Regions from separate parts of the Canis lupus genome. Here region 2 is linked to region 1. The links are chromatin contacts, called in public Hi-C maps. All regions are on one chromosome and are shown on one strand. Each heading gives the region's core, a stretch centred on a gene start, on an enhancer-like site or on the middle of the called end of the contact. The rest is flanking DNA. Distances are from core to core; before and after follow the strand shown.

Region 1 (3,992 bases), core at 1,208-3,707:
TATTTGTTGAATGAATGAAAAATGATTGGTAAGATTCAAACATCAAATGCTCTTATACTCTCGTAATTAGAACCAGAACATTTTACAATTAATTTCAACCAATCCCCCAACTTTCACCCTCCCCCAAACTACTTTCTTTTTTCCATTATATAATCACAACAATTGTCCTTTTGATGTACGGTAACTGTTGTGCTGCCAACTGAATACAGAGCTTCCCAATAAGTGGTCAACAAAAGTTATCATAAATGAAAACAAACTAGAAGTTGTTCCTTAGAAAGAGCTCTAGAGTTTCCATTTTAATAATTGCAAATTAAAATTTTTTTTAATGTTAAGAATGTCAGTCGAATTCTATCCTCTAAGACTCACAGGGCAAATGACAATAACGACCAAAACACAGCTAACACAGAAAAAGATTATCAGTTCGTATTTGTTGATTTGATCTGGATACTAATCCTTTTACCAATTACCAAATATTTTAAGTCTCCCGATGTATTCTTCAAATCATTTCCTCATGACACGTGTGAGATAAATAAAAAGAACTTTCCTGAGTAAGTAGAGATTTAAAATGGCTTTCCCAAAAAAAAAAAATAAAAAAATAAAAAATAAAAAAAAATAAAAATAAAATAAAAATAAAAAAAAAAAATGGCTTTCCCAAGATAAGGACAGTTACTTATCCAACCACTATTAAGGAGTATCACGGTAAATCATAGAAGTTAGGCAGCGAATGTACGTGGTAGAGAGAGAGAGGAGACACGTAGGTCTATTTCTTTGGAGAGAAAAAAAAACCCACAAACCTGCTTATACATAAGTGGGTCATCATCACATCACTGTTTATTTTTGAGTAGGTGAAATAGACAGAAGTTAAAATAAGAGAAATACCTGTCCTTTCTGGTGGGCTATACCAGTATGTGTTTTGAGGTATAGTGATACACCGTCTCCACAATCCCATGGTGCCATTAAATCGGAAAAGTGCATCATTGTAAGTCTTTTCATCTGCCTCGTCACTGGCAAAGTCGGTCCAGATGCTTTTGTTCAAATCACTGGAGTTTTCTTGAACCGGACTCCGATATTCATACCAGAAGTCTGTGCCAATGGAGGCTGCCATGTAGATGGTGGAAATGAGGCTAAGCACACAAGCAATTACAAATGCTGTAGCAAAACGGTTATCCATTCTGGCATTCAGACTGCTCTGTTTGAAAGTTGGAGAAAGAAGAAAGTCAGACTTCGAGGACGAATACAGATTATTCTGGAACGAATTCTCTCAAAATCGCCCTTTATCCTGTTCCCCACCCCTTGGCCCTTAAAGCAACGCGCAGTCATTAAGGAATAAAAATAAATAAGGGCAAGCATGTTCTTAAGTTCAAAATAAAAGCTCATTATCACGAAAGTACTTATTCGATGCTCACATACCCAGGATGCTACGGAGACAGAGGTCTTGTTCTCTAGTCTATCACCTGCACACTAAAACAGACAACACTGAAATGGACATACACATTACGGGCACGAACAACACACATGCTCAGGGTCAGGGGGCGCCGGACACCAGGTCTTCGCGACAGTCTGAATTTTCATTCAAGCTGCAGAGCATTGAGGGGTTCTCTCGGGCTTGGAGTGTGGGGAAGCAGAGAAACTGGCTCCTCCCAGATTCCTCCGAGGAGGAAAACCTCCGACGAGGTGGAGAGTCTGGAGCGGTTTGGCAGAGCGCTGAGGGCTGCGAGGCTGCGGGGCTGCGGGGCTGCGGGCAAGGCTGGGCCGCCTGCAGCTCCCGGGGCGCCGCCGGGTCTCCGCCCCCCGCCCCCCCCCGCCCCCCACACTCTCGCATCTCCGCATCCGCAAACTGAAAGATCCCTCCTCAGCCGGAAAGAAAACTGAATCCGGCAAAACGAGCGCGCTCGGGGCGCACGGGCCGCGCCGGACCCTCGGGGCGCACGGGCCGCCTCGCCCCTGCGGCCGCAGCGCTCGCAGGCGGCGGGGCCTCCGCTCCCGAAGTTGCTCCCGGGTTCTCCCGGCCCCGGCCCCGTCCATCCCGGGGCCCTCCGTGACCTCCGGAGGTGCCGGCACCCAGGGCGGCCGGCTGCCCGGGCCCGGGCCGGACACCCGGCGCCGTCTCCGCGCAGGTCGCGGCCGGGTCGCGGCCGGGTCACGGCAGGTCGCGGCCAGGTCGCGGCCAGGGCCCGGGGCGCCAGGCCCCTCCCCAGACCGCCCGGCCCGAGGGCAAGCCCGCCGCGGCGCGGGACCCGCCCCTCCTCCGAGCGCCGCCAACGCCCGCCGACCCGGCGACGCCGACCCCGCTCACTCACCGCCCATCCTCGGGCCCCGCCAGCTTCCCCCTCCGGCTCAGACCACAGCGCCCTACTCTCCCCGCGCCTTCTCTGACGCACTTCCCTGCAGATCCCGCCCCCTCCATAACTCCCGCGCCTCCGCCTCCGCCTCCAGCCGACGCCGGGCCGGGCCCCGAGGCCCAGGGGGCTTGTGGGAGTTGTAGGAGGGACGGACGCAGAGCTGTGGGACGCGGCGGCCCGCATGGCTGGCGCCGCGCGGTGCACTGTGGGGGTTGTAGTCCCCTGCGGAGGGAAGGCGGGGGCCCCGGAGCGCGCCGCAGCGCTGGTGGAATCGTGTGTTCTTTTCTTTTTATTTATTTATTTTTATTATTAATGAAGAGAGAAAGAGAGAGAGAGAGAGGCAGAGACACAGGCGGAGGGAGAAGCAAGCAGGCTCCATGCGGGGAGCCCGACGTGGGACTCGATCCCAGGTCCTGGGCCGAAGGCGGGCGCTCCACCGCCGAGCCCCCCCACCCCACCCCCGGGCGTCCCTGGCACCGTATTTTCTAGGAAGGAAGGAACACGGCTCCGCCGACCGAGACGACCTGTCCCTGGCCACCGCCAGTCACTGCGTGCCACTGACAAAACAGGTTTCCCAGTCCTGTGCTCTCCCTTGTCGCACACCCTACCTCTAACCGTGTCAACAGCAATAAGGTTACACTCTTGAAATATCAGCCTATTTATGTTCTCTCCCCGTTGAGGCAGATAGTCTTTCTGGTTTTACTGCTGAAGTGTAGACTGGGAGGGATGTGACTTGACGGGGCCCGCCTAGAATGGAACGACGTTGTTTGGATTTCGCCTGACTGACGTTAGTGGCTGCCTTCTCTTTGTGGCAAGTGATACTGGTTTTTCTATTTCATGTAGTAAAGTTTCATTTTAAACTCAATTCCAGTGAAATTCAAGTGTTAAGTTATAATACTGACGATGCCAGATATGTCAAAAAATACCTGAATTTAAGAAATTGTTTAGGTAGTGTGAAAAAGACTGAATTTGGGGGAATGCGGCCTTAAGCAAAAAAGGTCACAGACAGCCTCAGAATTTGCAGATGGCCATGCGTTCACGGCAGTAACAGAATGACTCTAAGCCTCCAAGTATTGCACAGAAATTCATTGACAGAAAGCAGAGACATCTTCGCCATAATGTGTGTGGACCCCTGAACATGACCGAGGGCGGGTAAATGATGGATTTCTCAACAGATACCTACAGAGACAGCTAACTCAAGGACCAGAAAAGCTCTCAGACCTGAGCCATCCCCAAATGCCTTGCAATTCATCTCAAAGTTGATATTAAATTCCTACCATCCTGACAGATGGTATCTGTTTCTCTGGAATTATATTTCTTTTGCCTGAGTTGGCCAACTGATATTCATATCCAGGTCATAAATAAAATAAAGTAATAGCCAAATACAATATTAAAATATAACTGGATTTTCATGTAGAATGCCTGATCAGAGGAGAACTTTGTCAGACGCACCAACTAGAGAAAGTGGTGGAGGTACGTAGGCAAAGTATTTATGTGCAATTTGATTCTTCCCAAATTTGTTTATATACCAGGAAATATCTTTGTCCATTGGCCTCCATTAGAAATCCCCTACCTTCAGAACTATCTCTCTGGTGAAATCACATGGTAAATAAACCCAGGTAAAAGGGAAGTCTGAAAGAGGAAGAGGAA
Region 2 (4,109 bases), core at 1,179-3,678, 320 kb after region 1:
GAAAATTGGGAAAAGCATACAAAAATTACCCACAACTCTACCACCAAAGACAACTATTATTTTATTACTTCTCTTCAGTCTTCTTCCTAAGATTTCTTATAATAGTAAAAACTCAAGTTTGTCACCTAACACTACAATATGTCGACAATCCCATTATTAAAAATTCTATAGGTGTTTTAAAACACTGCTTCTCATTTTGAAATTAGACTTCTTCTCAGTTTATGTGAGAGAATACCAAGTGCACCCCAAAGCATGTGTCAGATTAATTAAGACTGGTCTAAAAGCAATTCCACTACAGTCTGCATCAGGGTCTTTTGGGTAAAAAACAGAATTTTTAAAAATTAGAAAATAGAAATTTCACACAATTCCTGCGTGTCCAGTGATATCCACCTAACTGGTTCTTATTTATCAGCTTAATAAACTCAAAATTAATAACAATAATCACAGCTATATTATGCTTTTCCATTTGCAACACTCCTATGTACTATCATTTCACTTTTGTTAGGCTACAAAATAGATACGTATTCTCATATCACTGATAGACAAAGAAATGAAATGACTTCACAAAATTTACCCAATCAACTAAGAAGAACTAGAAATCAGAGGTCTTTTAAATTACCACCATGATTTCTATTTGTGTTAATCTACACAATTTATATAAGACATCACTGTGAAAGAGGACCATGTATTCGTTAAAATGCTGTGCTACAAACTGAAATTACACCTGGAAAGAAAATGAGGTAATAATATTTGCATGTTAATTAGGCCAAGTTCAGGAAATTCTAAAAAGATTTTTTTAAAAACATGATAGAAACACTCTCACCCTAGAAATAAGCAAAACTGAATATTCTGCTTAGGTAGCTACATTCCTTTCTGTATCAAGGAATAGATTATTCTGTTTATGTAGTTACATTCCTTTCTGTACTTTATATTTTTTGTGTCTCAGTTCCTTTCTGTTTGAAATGGGATAAGGCGATTTATCTCAGGTGGGTATGGTAAGGATTAAGTGTCTTAATACAGAGAAACCACTTAGCATTGTGCCCGCCTGCCACAAAGTTAAGTCCCAATTAGCGCTGGTCGTATATAAGCCTTCCTGGTTTTTTTTTTTTTTTTCCTCCTCCTACTAGAAGGAAAATATAAGCATACACTCGAAAACTTCAGTTGGGGGTAAGGATTCAACATTTTAATTTAGTAAATGCTGCTGTTTAAGAATTTATTTAAGAAGACGATCTAACTAAAAACCTGAACGCTAAGCCTCTACATTTTAAGTTAGACATGTAGGAATGTGCCTAGAACAAAAAGAAGTCAGTTTGCAAAATATATTTCTCTTTATTGTTAGATTATACTTCCACATGCCTGTCAAAGTTTCAGCATCTTCATAATGACAGGCTTATGGCCATGATTCCACACTTTACTGAAAACCATTCGAGAGCAACATTTAAGCTGGACTTAAACATGGAGATCAACTTAAAAATCTTCCCAGCAATAAGTAACAAACCAAGCCATATCCTTCTCACTGCAGTAAAAACGGAAATGCAATGGAAAAATGTGTTCAATAACTGATGCCAAACTGATTAAAACATTGCGGTTCGCTGCCTGAAAATAGTACTAAAGGGTGTGGGGGGGGGGGGTAGGAATGGGCCCTGCATTCTCTTTCCATTATGATCATTATTCAATAAGTTTTGCTCGATTCTGAAATAGGTATTTCAAGGTCTGTAGGGGAAAGAAAGTTTTGTCACTTTCTGAAAGGGCTCCTTACCCTTGTAACTCGGAGTGCTCCATCTGGGAGCACAGCTCGTAGGCGGGGCACCCAGGCCGCCCAGCCCACCAGGGGTCACAGAAGGGGCCTTGAACCGCAAGGCCCGAGCCCAAGGCTCAAAGCTACCCACAGTCAGGGCCATTCGCGTGTGAACCTGAGCATTTCCACGAAAGAGAAGTGTCGCCAGTTGCCTTCAATTAGTTTAAGACGCTCTTTAATTATCTTGCCCTCCTGGGCTCTCCATCATCTTAGCCTAACTTTCGGGAATCACGCCTCCAAAACTTCTCTTTTTCCTCCCAAAGGTTCCCCCGAGAAGAATCCACTACCAAGAGGGAGGCCTTCCTAGCCGGGTCTCGCTTCTCTCTTTTCAGGAAAGCCAGAGGCTTTGTCAAAAAGTAAAGGCGCGCCAGGTGTGTGGGGGGGGGGGGGGGCACAGGCAGAGCCCACCTTTGCAGCTGAAGCCCGCGAGGGGAGGGTCCGGCCGGGTGCCGCCCGGTCCCGCGAGGTCCCACCGGGTCCCAGGCACCCCCCCCCCCCCCCCGTGCATCTGCACCTCCGGCTCACGTCCCGGGGCCCCGCACCCTCCCGGGCCCCGCTCACCTTGCTGGGCTCCGGCGTCCTCGAGGAGCAGGACCAGGATAAGGAGCAGCAGGAGGGACAGAGGCATGGGGGAGGAGGAGGAGGGGGGGAGGAGGAGGAGGAGAGGGAGGAGGAGGAGGAGGAGGAGGAGGAGGAGGAGGGGAGGAGGAGCAGCCGCCGCCGCGGGGAGGGAGAGGGCGGGAGAGGGGGAGCGCGGCCCGGGCGGGGGCGGGGGCGGCGGCGGCCGCGGCCCGCAGTCGCGGAGCGGGAGGGCTGAGCCCGGCTCTCAGCGGCGCCCCGCTCCCCATCGCGGCGGCCGGCGGTCCGCCTGCATAGTGCGGGCGCCCGGGGCGAGGCGGCGGCGGCGGCGGCGGCGGCGGCGGGAGAGCGAGCGGCGGCCGCGCTGAGCCCCGCGCCGGGACCCCGTCCGCCCCGCGCGCCGCTCTCGCCGCTCTCGCCGCTCTCGCCGCCCGCTCAGGTCCTGCCCTCGCTCCCCCTCCCCGAGACCCCAGAGCGGGGCGCGGCGGGAGAGCGAAGGGAGCGGGGCGCTGGAGCCGCGGCGGGCGGCTGCGCGGGAGCCGGGCTCGCGCCTCCCGCCCCGCGGTCCTCCGCCGGCCCGGCTCGCGGCACACGCCCGGGCTCCGAGGGGCTGGCTGGCAGGCCGGCCGCCCGCTCCCTCGCGCTCCCTCCGGCGCGCACTGGCCACGCCCCCGGCCCGCCGCGGCCAATCGGCGGCCGGCTCCGGCGCGTCTCCCTCCGCGCCCTCCAATCGGCGCGCTCCGTCCGCGGGCGGCCCGTTAGCTCCCCGGCCCTCTCCCGGGGCTGGGCCGCCCCCCGTCGCTCGGCTCCAATCGCCTGCAGCCCACGGAGGCGTCGCCCCGCCCCCGCCCGGGCCCCGCCCCCGGCCCCGCCCCGCCCCGCCCGCCCCCCCCGGCCCGGCGCGCGCGCCGCTCATTGTTGGGCCCGCAGCCCGAGCCGCTCCGGCCGCCGCGGCCGCCCGCCCTCGCCGGGCCTTCCGGGCTGCCCCGCCCGCCTCGCTCCTCCCCGCCGCGCATCAGGCCACCGCGAGGGGTGGGCGCCCAGGCTCCTGGAGGCTCGTCGCTGGGGCCTGCGCCTGAGAAACCTTTTACAGGAAAAAAAAAAAAAAAAAAAAAAAAAGCAGAGCGTGTGTGGCGTTTGTTTTTTTTTGTTTGTTTTTAAATGAAAACTACAGCCGATTGCTGCAGCAACTCCGAGTTAAATTTTTAAAAAAATACAGGGTTCAATTCAAAAAAATATGTATTTCTTTTTTCCTATGCCTTCCACTATTTTACTCTACTGGGAGCAGGACAAAAAAAACAAAACCACATATAGCACGATCCATGCCCCCACAGCAGTTTAAACCTAACATCCCAGCATTCGTTCAGCCATTCTTCCAAGAGGTGTTGAGCACCTGCTATGCGCTTGCAAGCCCTATGCTGACACTTGTGGGATTAACAGCCCTAATACAGAAATCCTCCAGGATCTAGTGTTGGTAGAGAGGGAAATACATCGTGAAAGTCAGGATGCAACAAATGCTCGTGAGAGATGGAAACTGTGGGTAAATGCAAGGACAAGGACAACTGGTTTGGTGGGGGAGGGAAATCCTCAGGACGAGGCAGCGATTGGTTTTATTTTATTTTTTTAAGATTTTATGTATTTATTAGAGAGAGAGGCAGAGACACAGGCAGAGGGAGAAGCAGGCCTCACCCAGGGAGCCCGATGTGGGACTCGATCCCGGGACCCCAGGATC

Evidence for each region. A called contact is a pair of places that touch in the nucleus more often than the background predicts.
Region 2: a contact with region 1 is called in a Hi-C map of blood, with 2.3 times the contacts expected there. The contact joins the promoter of DCBLD2 here to the promoter of CLDND1 in region 1. A contact is called at or near these places in 2 of 9 Hi-C or Micro-C datasets (both in blood).

Annotation. Positions count from the first base shown.
Region 1 is chr33:5,741,899-5,745,890 of UU_Cfam_GSD_1.0, forward strand. It overlaps CLDND1 (claudin domain-containing protein 1), which reads right to left and starts at 2,458. Exons shown (of 5, transcript XM_038582554.1): 1 at 2,301-2,458; 2 at 880-1,189. The coding sequence starts at 1,171. All of the region lies in intron 2 of GPR15 (G-protein coupled receptor 15), which reads left to right.
Region 2 is chr33:6,062,759-6,066,867 of UU_Cfam_GSD_1.0, forward strand. It overlaps DCBLD2 (discoidin, CUB and LCCL domain-containing protein 2), which reads right to left and starts at 2,429. Exons shown (of 17, transcript XM_038582558.1): 1 at 2,360-2,429. The coding sequence starts at 2,426.